2 separate regions of the Gasterosteus aculeatus genome follow, and region 2 is linked to region 1. The links are chromatin contacts, called in public Hi-C maps. All regions are on one chromosome and are shown on one strand. Each heading gives the region's core, a stretch centred on a gene start, on an enhancer-like site or on the middle of the called end of the contact. The rest is flanking DNA. Distances are from core to core; before and after follow the strand shown.

What was found. Hi-C and Micro-C count contacts between places; a contact is called where the count stands out from the background.
Region 2: a contact with region 1 is called in a Hi-C map of skeletal muscle, with 9 times the contacts expected there. The contact joins two enhancer-like sites. A contact is called at or near these places in 5 of 6 Hi-C or Micro-C datasets (liver, skeletal muscle, tail fin and 1 more).

What each region holds. Positions count from the first base shown.
Region 1 is chr3:6,996,407-7,002,901 of fGasAcu3.hap1.1, reverse strand. No RefSeq gene overlaps it. Among protein-coding and RNA genes, the nearest start is that of ca8, 22 kb to the right of the region's middle. Within about 2 kb of position 3,946, at least 2 of the 9 cell types and tissues checked have open chromatin away from gene starts, as enhancers often do.
Region 2 is chr3:7,069,203-7,075,812 of fGasAcu3.hap1.1, reverse strand. It overlaps tox (thymocyte selection-associated high mobility group box), which reads right to left. Exons shown (of 10, transcript XM_040171797.2): 9 at 5,435-5,595; 10 at 3,896-5,145. The coding sequence ends at 5,109. It overlaps lrrc53 (leucine rich repeat containing 53), which reads left to right. Exons shown (of 4, transcript XM_078098910.1): 4 at 1-1,545. The coding sequence ends at 1,370. Among protein-coding and RNA genes, the nearest start is that of lrrc53, 5.8 kb to the left of the region's middle. Within about 2 kb of position 5,297, at least 2 of the 9 cell types and tissues checked have open chromatin away from gene starts, as enhancers often do.

The DNA.
Region 1 (6,495 bases), core at 2,697-5,196:
AATTGGATTGGATTGGATTGGTCAAACATAACCGCAGATGTGTAAAACAAGAAGTCAATGTTGATCTGTTTGTTATGGACGTTATAACACGTCTGTACTTGTTTTAATACAAACCACTGAACCTGACCAACCAGGTGTTAGTTGCCTTAACTTAACTTAGTTGTCTTTCTTCAGAGCTTATTTTGTAAAGATTGTACACAAGTAAATTAAATGGACACGTGTTGCTTGATCCAAAGGAGCCAGGGAACCTGTTGTATAGCACACTCTATACTAATACAACTTAGGTAAAGATCAAACACAGGATTTTTTGTATTAAATTATTATCATGCGAAAGATAACGTGTGTATTGCAATGAACGTTGCATAGAACCAAGAAAAAAAGAAAAAACAAAATTCAATTATTAGTTAAAAAGTAGTGTATTGCCCACTTTACTTCATACAAACACTGATAAGGCACTTTTTAAGACTCACTGACTGAATCTCCACTTGAACATTAATGTAATCAACTAAAATATAAAACCAACCAAGTTCTGGAGAAAACACCACTCGCACTGGGCCCATAGCAAGTTTAATATGAAATGAAGCAGTGTGGTTACGACGTGTCTGACGGAGAGGAGGACTAAGATGCTCCGCTAGCGTGCTTGCAGGTGATTTCTAATAAAATAATCAGTTATTATCTTTAAAATCAATACAATGTGAGATCTCTGCATCGGCCCTATGATTTAGGGGAATAAACTCTTGTGATTTGAAGGAATGTCAACATGTTTGCCATTGACTTACATCTTGATTTATTTAGGTAGAACAGGAAGTTAAAAGGGATACATGATCTATTCAGGAAGGGCTGTAAAGGTCTCCCTAGTTAACAGGTTAACATATAATAGAACTAACATTTACTAAACAAGCATCATAAACATGTCTTATGTTTATCCCCCAGCACACAAAAGAGTCTCCTTCCGACATAGTAAAGAAGTGTGGCGGCGAAAAGGTGGTTGCATATTTGGACTACACCTGCCTTCCTTTCATTGTGAAGGTGGAGCTCTTCCCACATCAATGTTAAACATTTTTAAGGACAGCGAGAGCTGGTATCTGGCATCTCACCCACATTAAGAAAACCTCACACAGCCTCCATTATGAAGCCACAGCCATTTAGTGAGGACAGTTGTGACAAATAAAGTTTTCCAAGATGTAGTTTAAGTTCTCCACATCTCATTCTCTTCTTCCCGCTATCTTGTCCCCCCCCCCGCACCCTCCCGGCTCTGTCTCCACCCCCCCTTCCTCTCTTTCCCTCATCTTTCACTACCGAGTGGGAGTGTGCTGTGGTCATTCAAGAGTTGATAATGTCTGTGCTAATGTGATTGAGGCCAAGGGCACACTGGACACACACACACACACACACATACACACACACAGAGAACGAGGTCAATAGTGTGAGAGGGTCAGACAGATGGTCAAGTAGACAAACAGCAGGGGAATTCAAACCACAATGTGTGCGCCACACACATACACACACATGCTCTTCACACTTGTGAGATATTTGATTTAATAGATATAAGTTTCTTTAAATTGTAATTATTTTAGTAAGGTTCCATTTGGACCCTAACCGTACACTTAACCGTTGGCGGAGCCTCGTCTCCAGTCTCCCTCCATCATACATCAGTTACTATTGAAATGAACAAATGTCTCAGCCACACGTGAAGTCAAGTCCAGCAGGAAACCAACAAATGATCAGTGGGTTTTCATGTACTGCCACGTATGATAAATATTCTTTTCATCACATTGCTGCAATATTTGTAGATCATGTTGGTTTTAATTTTATTCTTTTAGTCTTACTCTCTTAATTTATTTCTAGTGGGATTACGTTACATGTCATTCAGCTGACGCTTTTTTTTTCAAAGTGACTCACAATAAGTGCATTTAACCATAGGGATACAAACTCAGAAGAACAAGAAACAAGAAAGTGAAATTTGATCAAATTAGCCGATTTACAACTTTCTATAGATCCATAGAAGAGCCATTATAAGTGGTGCAATTTAGTGTTTTAGTCAAGGTAAAGTCTGAAGAGGTGTGTTGAATATTACATTACCATACAGGTCATTTAGCTGACACTTTTATCCATGGATTTTTCTTTACATTTTTGCCCAGGGAGCAATTAGGGGTTGGGTGTCTTGCTCAGGGACACTTTGACATGGGGCAGCCGGGACTCAAACCACCAACATTGCGGTTCCCAGCACACCCTCTCTACCCCTGCGCCACGACGACCCTATGACAGGTATTGTAAATATTTATTGGGCTAAGTTGTCATCATGTTCATTTAGTTGCGTCAGATACATGGATATACACCCTTACCGGCCACTTTATTGACCTTATTGGGTACAACTGTTCAATTGCTTGTTACGCGCACAACCATCTCTAGAGTTCACAGAATGGTCCAAAAAGAGGAAATGTCCAGTGAGCAGCAGTGGTGTGGACAGAAACAACACACAACACCATCTGTGAACGCACAACACAGGGAACCCTGAAGAAGATCAGCTACAGCAGCAGCAGACCACGCCGGGCAAACTGAGACTACAACTCACACAGGGTCACCACAATGAGACGATGGAAGTTTGGAAAGATGTTGCCTGGTGTGATAAGTCTCATTTCAGCTGTGACATTCAGATGGTCGGTCAGAATGTGGAGCAAACATGAAAGCCTGGATCCATCCTGCCTTGTACCAACGCTGCAGGCTTCTGCTGGGGTGATGGTGGGGGGGTATTTTCTTGGCACACTTTGGGCCCCATAGTACCAACTGAGTACGGTTTAAATGTTGCAGCTTACTGTGGACTGGCCGGCTGATCACGGATCCCATCGCCCCTTCTGAGACGAAAAAAACAGGATCGAGTTTAAAAATGATAACCAATTCACTAACTAACAGAAGGAATACAATTAGAACGTGAAATACAGTATGAATAGTATAATATTTTCATTCTGGTCCCCTGGTCCAAGTCTAAAGCGACTTATAAAACTCCCGGGGTGTGTCCTTTGTGTGCAACCGAATGTGATTGGCTGCACATTCAAACGTGTCTCCTTTGTGGTCCAAGTTATCACATGACTCCCTCCTGGCTCCATCTGACGGCCAAATCTGAAATCCCTCATTGACCTGACCGATCCCTGTTCACTTAATACGACATTCAATGATCCCATCTTTGGCTTAAAGCTTCATCATGTAAACATGACATAGCATGCATAATAACATCATCTGATAGATGGTACATTTTAATAAAAACACATCTTAAATCATCACAGTTCATCACATTTTAACCATTATGTGCTCTTCTGCTTAAATCCCTAACACAACCTGAGTATTGTTGCTGACCGTGTCCAACCCTTCATGACCACAGTGTCCCATCCTCTGATGGCTACTTCCAGCAGGATGATGCACCATGTCACAAAGCTCATACCATCTCAAACTGGTGTCTTGGACATGAGTTCATTGTCCTCCATTGGCCTCCAGACCCCACATCTCCATCCAGTAGAGCACCTCTGGATGTGGTGGAACGGGGGATTCACATCATAGATGTGCAGCTGCGTGATACTATTGTGTCAATATGGACCAACATCTGTGAGGAATGTTTCCAACACCTGGTTGAAAGTATAACACCAAGAATGAAGGCAGTCCTGAAGGTATAAGGGGTCCAACCTTTGACTAGCAAGATTAGCAAGATGTACCTGACATGTATTAAGGTAGATTTATGTCTTTATCATGCAAACAAAAAAAACTGTTTTGAGAGGAAATTTCTTGCATTGTAAATGTAGTAGGTTGGAAATGCTACAAAAACAGACCCCCCACCTTTTTCTTTGTTAATAATTGCACTCTTTCAGACGTTATATTGAGGTATTACACGTTCACGTCCGTAGAGAGCGCTGTGGTGCTGCTGTGGATCCATTGGAGAGAACGTAGCTACAGGCTCCGCTCATGCGAAGCTCAGAATAAAACCAGCTCTGGTTTGAGCTTGACGCTGACGTGTGTCCTCTCTCCCTGTATCAATCCACAGACTGCACAGTGCGTCCTAGCCTGTGTAACCTGTGCTGCCGGTCCAGATTACCTCGAGGTCTGGTGCCGATAAACACAAACAAAAATCAAGTTTCTAAGTAAATATATATAAACTGAGAATACATTATTTGGTAGTTTTGCTTATGAAACGAAAATATTTGGCTGCATGACAAAAACTTTAGCTCTCAAAACAAAAAGCTTTGGTCTCGGAACTGTATGTGTGTGTGTGTGTGTGTGTGTGTGTGTGTGTGTGTGTGTGTGTGTGTGTGTGTGTGTGTGTGTGTGTGTGTGTGTCCTTGGTTTGATCACTTTTGACTGGCGATGCCCACTGACTTCAGACCAGTGAGAAGGACAAGAACCAAAACACAGAAGTCCTCCATGTGAACTAATCAAATGTGTCCTGACTTTGGCAGAAGGTTGTGTGTTAGTGCAGAATACCATCATTCACTTCAAGGAACACACACACTGAAAGCCGTGCTCCTTCAATGGTGGAGCAAACACTCCATGCATGCAGCAGGAAGGAAAATCCTTGAAGGCCCCACAGATCCGTTCGCGGTGCTGATAATCGTCCCTGATGGAAGGCTTCTCTCTTCACAGATTTACCTCCCTCCTCTTCGCACATCACCGTGGAGTCTCTCACGTCCCCACAGAGCCTCCTGCTGGTGGCCAGAGCAGCTGGACTGTGCAGCTCATGCATGGTCTCAATCCGACTCCACAGACCAACACAATGCATAGAGTTTTGTATTAACTGCTTCTTTCATTTAGGGCTGTCACAATATCAGACATTTACAAAACCATTCACATTTATTGTATATTATTCATTTATTTTTACAATGAAGGCACTTGCAAATGACGAGGTGGTGCATGAGGTAAACCATACTTTAGTGTTTCCTTTTTACATCTTTCATTCAACTTTGTTTTCTTTAATTTTTATTTAAAACAATAATTGAAAACAATGAAATATGTTAATTATATGTTTATTATTAACATGACATCAGTATTACATTATTTAATACTGGTATGTAGAAAAGAGTGCAAACCGATTTACCACGTTTGCTTCCTGTCCCATAATGCACTTTGGTAGCGTGGCTTTTTAACGGCCTCGCCTTCCTCGTTCTAACTCAATGCCTCCGAGACACCTCACAGACGTCGGCTGTGAATGATGTTGGTTTGGTATTTTCCCACAACTGAAAAAACTCATCCATAGTCTGGTAGTTTCGTATCCTTTTTTATCCCTTTAATGACTGTTTTTCTTTTATGTTTCAATATATCAATGTTCTTAATTGTTTATAAATCTCCTTGCTTTATTTTTGGATGTGTTTAATGATTTTATGTGAAGCACTTTGAATTGCCTTGTTGTTAAAATGTGCAACGAATAAAATTGCCTTGCCTCGTCATCAAATAAGATCAATTAATATCATTCTTTTATTTGTAGATTCACAGAACCAACTTCTTCACCAGGTGGGACGTCTTTAGTAGTACAAACAGGCAGGATGTCTTCTATAGTAGTAGTGTAGAAGTAGTACTAGTAAGAGTAGTAGTATTCCTCATTATGACTAAAATAATTAAAATCAGTGGATCAGTGGTCGATTTATGAGATAAAATTAAATAATACAATTCTGTCAAACATTATTTTCAGATTTGACATATTTTGTTGTATTAGCAGAGGTACTTTGCAGAAATAGAATATTTTTTGTTTTGGTATCTTCACCTTTATGGGGTGGTATGATGAGAGAAAACTTCTCTAACTGAAGTACTGGTCACATGACAACCACACAGACTTTCCAGCATTAAGCTTTTTGAAATAAAATGTGTGCAATTTGTGCTGCTCAGTGTTGATCTGTGAGAGGATCCAGCTGTGCTGATGTGTGTGTGTGTAACAGCAGGGGGCAGCATGGTTACACATAGATCATTAGGCAGGTTCCCTCGCCTGATGGAGGAGGGGAACCGGCCTCCTCCATCAGACTGATGTAACGGATGACTGAGGGCTCCGGTTAAAGTAGGAACTGTTTAATCTGTATGTGCATATAGCTGTATACGTATTACGTCATTAGATTATATATACACACACACACACACACAGTGGCTACAGTTGCCCATGAGTGGTTTGGTTGTAAAGCTGCAACTGTTCCACTCAAAAGAGTGTTCCTACAATTGCTGAACAAAGGAGGATCAGAAACTACATTCATCATTCAGCTACAAGGTTCATGTTCCATCCAATGCTCTCCAGCTGGTCACATGTCGTGATGGTCCCTCCTGTCAGGATACGCTTAGGAATTTCATTTACTAAGTGACATTTTCATTAAATGATTTACAAAATGTAATCGTAAAGGCCTCAACAGTGGAATAAATGTCTGTATGCCTTTATTTAGTTTTGCAGATGATAGATTTCGCCGTCCGCGTCAGGAGACAGTGACGTTACAATGACGATGGACGTCGGTCCGGCTCACGCCTACAGCAGCG
Region 2 (6,610 bases), core at 4,048-6,547, 72 kb before region 1:
ATGTAACGTTTGACCTGGAGAGTTCAAGCAGCCCGAGACGCAAGTACAAGAGGGAGGGGGAAGTGAGGAGCTCCCGAGAAAAGGAGAGAGGAAAGAGGCATAAAGCTGAAGTCCAGTCAAGCCGGCCACCGAAGGTTAAACTGAACTTGAACCCACTAGGAAAGATCCAAGTCCATCCTAAAAAGACAACCAAGCTGGGACACTCAGAGGAAGTCAGCTCAAAGAAGAGTAAAGACAAAAGGCAGGATGCAGAAGACAGAGGAGAGAGGGAAGCAATAGGAAAGTCTGGTAAGAAAACCAAGGAGAAAACCTTGAACAAAGGACCGAATGAGGATCATGAGGAAGAGAACAAAGCTGAAGACACAGAAGGAGGCCAGGAAAGTAAAGCGTCCTTTGAGCAGGAAAACGGGGGGCAGAGTATAGATAGTATAGAGGACTCCCATCGTGACGATACAGCTAACGCTGCTGACCCATCAGCCTTTGGACAAGGACAGATGTTGCAGGACGGGAGTATTCAGTTTCAGGGAGCTGGAATGGTCTTGGGGAGTGCCCAGCTTTCCTCGCAGCATCCCTTATCCATCTCTCACAACCTCTCCCTCCTTGGCTCGACAAGCTCTCAACCAACTGGCAGCAGTCTCTTCCTTCAAGGAGGGAATTTCCTTGTCCCGGGATCGCTGTTCCCCACTGGTCCAGCTAAATCCGTTGGTCCTATAGCAATCAGTGGGCCAAACATGGCTCCATGTGACATGACTTTGCAAGCAAGTGAAATCCAAAACTCACCTCTTCCTACCTCCCATGCTGCAGGACTGCCCTTGAGTTTAAACCCGTCTGTTGACCCTGCACATGTGCAGTCCCTCTCGCAGAGCAAGCCCCCTCCGGACAGCTCTCCTCTTGTAGCAAGTTGGAAGCCTGATCCAGTCCCGGCATCAGGCTTTTCCACTGGGGTAGGAGTACGTCACAATCTCCCAACTCAGGCCTCTTTAAGTGGGGATGGTTTGTCCGCAGTGACCCCTCAGGCTCCTGGACCAGTGACTACAGTGGAGAATCTGTCAAACAACAACAGTCAGACAGAGACTGAGGGAGTGCATGCTGGTCCCACAGTCCTGTCAGCTGCCGCCCTTCCTGAAGGACCTGCTGCACAGTTGTCAGGAGGCAGTATGCAGGGAGCAGATGTGTCTGAATCAGGTGTCTCTGCACCCAGCGTGTCCACACAGAGCGTGTCCTCCACCGGGGACGCAGCAGCTGCACTGCTGCAGCAGGAGTACCTGTCAGAGGAAGGTGGATCCTCCCCAAGGAGGAAGCTGAGGCTGGTGCTTCCTGAGAAGACGTTGAGCCGACCACCCACCGCTCTGGAGAGAAAGATACGCTAGCGGCTCTTGTCATGTTGTTGTGGACTGGAAGGGTCAGAAGAAGCATTCGTTCAAGTCATCTAAGATAGTTCAAGTTCACATGAAGAGAGGAGTGGGGTGGATGCTGTCATACCTTGTAAATATGTTGAACACTAAATGAGTGTTCCAGAGATTTATTTAGGAGTTGTATTTTTGTAATTATAAACCATAAGTAAAAAGGTTGGTGTTATTTTTGAGTTTCAGAGTTCATTTTTGACCTTTTTTAACAAAATGTCCATTAATCTTTCAACCGCTGCACAGTTTGCTCAGTTATCATTGATTCAGAGAAGCTCAATTTTCTTTGCATTTAAGTTTCACTTGTGTAAAAAGTTATTTTGGACTTTTTAATGCAATTCTTGATCTTAAAGAAAGCTATTGACTAAACAATCTTACCTCCAGGTATATTTAGTAGCTTTTGTGGGGCTGTTTGCACTGTAAAGTTCCAGCTCTAGGACTCCATGAAGAGCAAGTGATAAGCTCAAAGCTCAAAGTCGTCTAATGGGATGTTTTGTCTGCAAGGTCACCAGTTGCCATGTTGAATTTAAAATGTAGCACCTTTAAGTATGTAGTACGATTCAGTAACTTCACTGACATCACATCACTTTCATTTTCTAATTACTGAACACCAGATACTGAGACAAAATTAAAAAAACAGCGGTGACGTCACTGACACCCCAGTGATCGGGGCAGCCCATGGACCTGAGCACTACAGTAACAGAGGCTGCAGGGACTCACACCTCACACCTCCAGGCTGATTCTGTGTGTCACTGCTGGATTGGGTTTTGTTTCGTTGGCACCAGGACGGTTGTTTGCAGCAGGTTGGGTTTCACTGGTCACACTGCCGACCTCTAAACGCGGCCTGCAGGTGGATCGGTTTACACTTCCCGAAGGTGCCATGTCAAGAGTGCTGCTAATTTGCCAAGATGAGAAACAACATTTTACAAAAGCCTTGTGGCTTTTCAATGCAAAGTGCGCTTACACAGGAAAGGAGGGCGTGCTCTTCCTTTCTGTGCCATAAGAAATCCAGCCGCTCACTCAGCCAAAGTTGACAACCATTAATTAATCTATCAATAATTTATTGATGCTAAAATACTCCAAGCAACTACTTAAACCTGTATTAATATACTGTATTTTCTTTATCCAACTGTGGGAAGCTGAGGTAGCTTTAAAGCAGACCTCGTCACCTTAAACAGGTCAGCAGGTTAAGCTTCTCCGCTACGCACCAAGCAGACACGTCATTCGTTCAGGTACTTTTCTCATATGCTCCTGAGGGAATAAAATCTGCTCCACTATGTTCACGGGATAGTTTGATGCCTGGGCAGGTCGCAATGGCTTCATCAGGACCTTTAGCTGTAAACAACTAGCTGCTTAAAAAGAGGCAGATTCTAAACGATACAGTGAAGTTGTGTTGTAGGCCGTCTGCCACGAAATCCAGGGCTCCCAAATCTCAATTGGGGTTTTGACCCTCAGTGTACCTTTATTTGGTAGCTATCCAGGCATTAGAGGCCATGGCTTATACACACCTGACCATCAGTGAAGGTCTATCCAGGTCCTGCTTCAGCATTCACTTCATCTCTCCAGTTTAAATGGTTAAAAAATGACTCTGATACACTTTTTTACACTAAAATCCGGTGACAGGATAAGGGACAGTTGTCATTTAGCCCAAAGTCAAATTGAAAGGACATGTATGGACAGGAAGTAGCTGCAGCCCTCCCGTGCGGCCCGGCAGGGGGCAGTGTGTCCTCACTGAAGGCCGCCTGTTCCACAGCGGTGGGCTTCATGGCGGACAGAAGGGAAATGACACTTTCTGGACACAAAATGCAACCAACCCAATGAGCTTAATCACATTATTTCACAAAGAAATTCATTTATTTAAAGGCGGATTTGAAGGAGAACGGAATCAAAACTGTTGGTATGTCACAATGTTGAAATTATTTAGCCTCCTCCCCAGAAAAAGACAGAAACATGTCCCATATTGTGTAGAGCTTCAGGATCCCCTGAACAAATTACGGACTACGGACAGCGAGTATGAGAATAGGGTTGTTACTAAAGAGCAGCAGCCTGAACTGACTGACCCCCCCTCCTCTCCCCCAATGTGGGCTTGTTGCTTCTGATGGATGAAAATACTGCACTTGAGATGTATACACAAGTCTCTCATGTAGTCCAATAAACGGTTTCAGCTCCCTTTTGGTCTCCACCAACTCGTGAGGATAAGTGAACCAAATCGACCTCTGGGGGGGGTTCAGTCTGCACCGACCAGCCGACGTCTCCCTCTCCTGCACAGCGGCACGGCTCACGTGGCCAACAAACTTGTTTTGACAATAGATTAAAAATACATATTTTCTGGAACTTCAGACATTTGTTCTGCAATTACAGCAGAGCTGATTTGCATACACGCAAAGGCCGGGACCCAAAGGTCTTACGGAGATAAAAGTTTGCATTATTATGTGGCGTCATTAGAGCTGCTGTCACAAACCACTCGGAAACAAAGGAGGAGAAAAGGCAGGTTTGGAGTAATGACTGCACATCAATGCAGCGCTGACTTTATTCTCAAACACATTATTAGAATCCAAAAATAAGAAAATCTTCATGGTTGTTGTTGCCCAGAGTCCTTTCATCTGCCAAAAAAAACACATTAATACAAAGAGATACAGAGCAGAGAGAGAAATGCGTCCCTCATCATCATTAACACTAAAACAAAACTTGTATTTGATTATAAAAACAACAATAAAACACAGCCAACCCAGCAACAGTTATAGTTTCTTATTAAATAGCCTCTGTGCACAGAGAAATAGAGATGACATAGAGACCGTGCGCCCCAACCAACCTTCTCATTAACACTTCACTCACACACTCGCACGCAGTTTGGATCCGAATCAATATCACCAACGGACATATGCCGCGAGGAGGAGCTGTCAGCGGCCAAAGGACTATTTTCGTTTCTTTTCTCCCCCCAACAAAGAATTGTTTGACATTTCGTTGTCTCAAGGACTAAAATACAATGAATTTGTAGCGTCGCTGCGAGAACAATGAAAGCTCTTAAATCGCACACAATTAAAGCGCTGCGAGTTCAGTGCGTGTGGGACTTGAGTCCATCCGGCATCATCTCACAGTCTATTACAGGAAGTGAAGAACAGTTTGTGGAGGATTTGGTTACTTATTGTTTGCGTGCTGTGTTCCCTTTGGTCGCAGAAGGAGACATCAGATCAAAAGAAAAAGAAAAGAATGAGTCAATTGGCTTTAAATCGACAGCTCAAACCTTTATGTTACAGTAATTTACACTTGGCTCCTCAGAGCTTTTTGGAGCTGACAGTAAACGGCGTCTTTACCAAATGAAGAACTAGATAAGGGGTTTCATTTGTTTAGGGAGGACAGGATATTAGACAGAACGTCCCTTTGTGAGGAGTATGTACACCTATGGTCGTGGTTCACAGCACACCGCCTCTCCGCGCTGGGATACACAACTTCAATTCAAAGCATAGCAATCGGTCCAGACAATCGGTAGAAAAAAATAGAGCCAGAAACCGGTACGACCGGCCGTGGGACATGCAGGGACCGGAAACTTTTTGCAGCAGAAAAGTCCCCTTCTGCTGCTCAGGCTTCTGGTTGGAGCGCTGAACTCGGGTGTAGCTCGCGTGTCGGTGGGTGAGTCCTCCGTGGCGGGTCAGGCTTGTCGTGTGTTCCTCGGCGTGGAAGATTTGCCGTCATCTTGTCCTGAGATTAGCTCAGATAGAGAGGTTTGTCCCTCTGCAGGCCGCTGCTGGAGGAGAGAAAACACTCGGTGAGGTCACAGGAACCCGACACCGCACCACAGGTCACCACAGTCCATCGCGCCCGTCAGGGGCAGCTGGGAAGCAGCCCACTCTCAATCAAAGTATCAGAGAGCCTGCTTGACCCAGCACGTACCGATGGGTGTGGCCAGAAATGTAACCGCCCCCAATAGTGATGTCACAGTGTCGTTGGCTACAGCTGCACCTAACTGTGGCAATGCGTGAAGAAGGGCAGCGAAAACGTCATTTTACTCTTCAAAGACCCTAAAACCCTACCCGTTGCCATGGTAATCGTTGCTCCAGTCCAGAGAGGGGTGGTGGTTGGGCGCGTGTCGACCAAGCTGATGGTAGTCCACTGATGATGACATCATCCCTCCGCCGTTAAGCATTCCTCCCCCTATTTGCTGGTAGTCAGACTGGAGGGATGGATGGTAGCCCTGGAATTATAACAAAAAGCACTTGGTGTATAAAAGGTGCCTCATTAAATAACGTAACCCTTTTACATAGAAGATGTTTCCTGGTTTTGGGAGGTTGAACCTTGAGGCTGAAGTGCCTGCAGAGCAGCTCTATACGGTACTGCTGAGCATTTTCTACGGCTAAGAACACATGCAGGTCCCATGCGGTGGTTTCGGAGCACCAGGGTCCCTTTTGAAAACCTTTCATTAAATTGCCGTATACAGTCGGCCCCTCCCAGTGCTGGTTCTGGTTCCTTAGTGCCTCCCTCCCCTCCGGCGGGTCCAGCACTACGTCCTGGGTCTCCAGCGCTCTGCTGCTGGAGGAGGAGACGCTGTCCTTGTCCCTCCGGAGCTCCGACTGCAGGTCAAAGGCTGCAGGGAAGTGGAACTGGGTCGGTGCAGGTGGACCCGCTGGAGTCTGAGCTGAAGGAGGTTCTGGTGATGTTCACATCTGACTTGAGCAGACTCCAGTGAGAAGAACATTGAAGACATGAACAATCCTGTCGCTGGAGGGCTTCTTTTCTGATGTTGTACATCAAACTATTGATTTCTGCCCCTGGAACTATTTTGCTTCAGTAAGCTTCCGCCTGTCAGCCTCCCGGGAACTGATGTGGTCTAAGGACAGAACCCACGTTCTCAGTGAGGGTTAGCTGGAACTATGCTTGAGACTTAGAGTGACATATATGTATGCTCTTTACCTCCTAATCCAATCACGAATAATCAATAACTTCAGCCCTTTCTTGAGAAATCCCATCTTTTGAACTTCTGCTCAGTAAAAGTAACCAAGTGATAGTAGCCTGAACATCCATCACCACACGGCCGAGAAGAAGAGTCAGGAGGACCTTAGAAACTCCTTTCAGCTCTTTAGTAATGGTTTAAGGTTTTACGTTGGTCAGAAGTGGTTGAAAGCTGAGATTGTCTGCATTGGTGGCAGTGCAGGAGCAGGTTTGAACGTGAGATCCATCATAGTGACAGTAGGTGTCCTCACGTCCTCCTG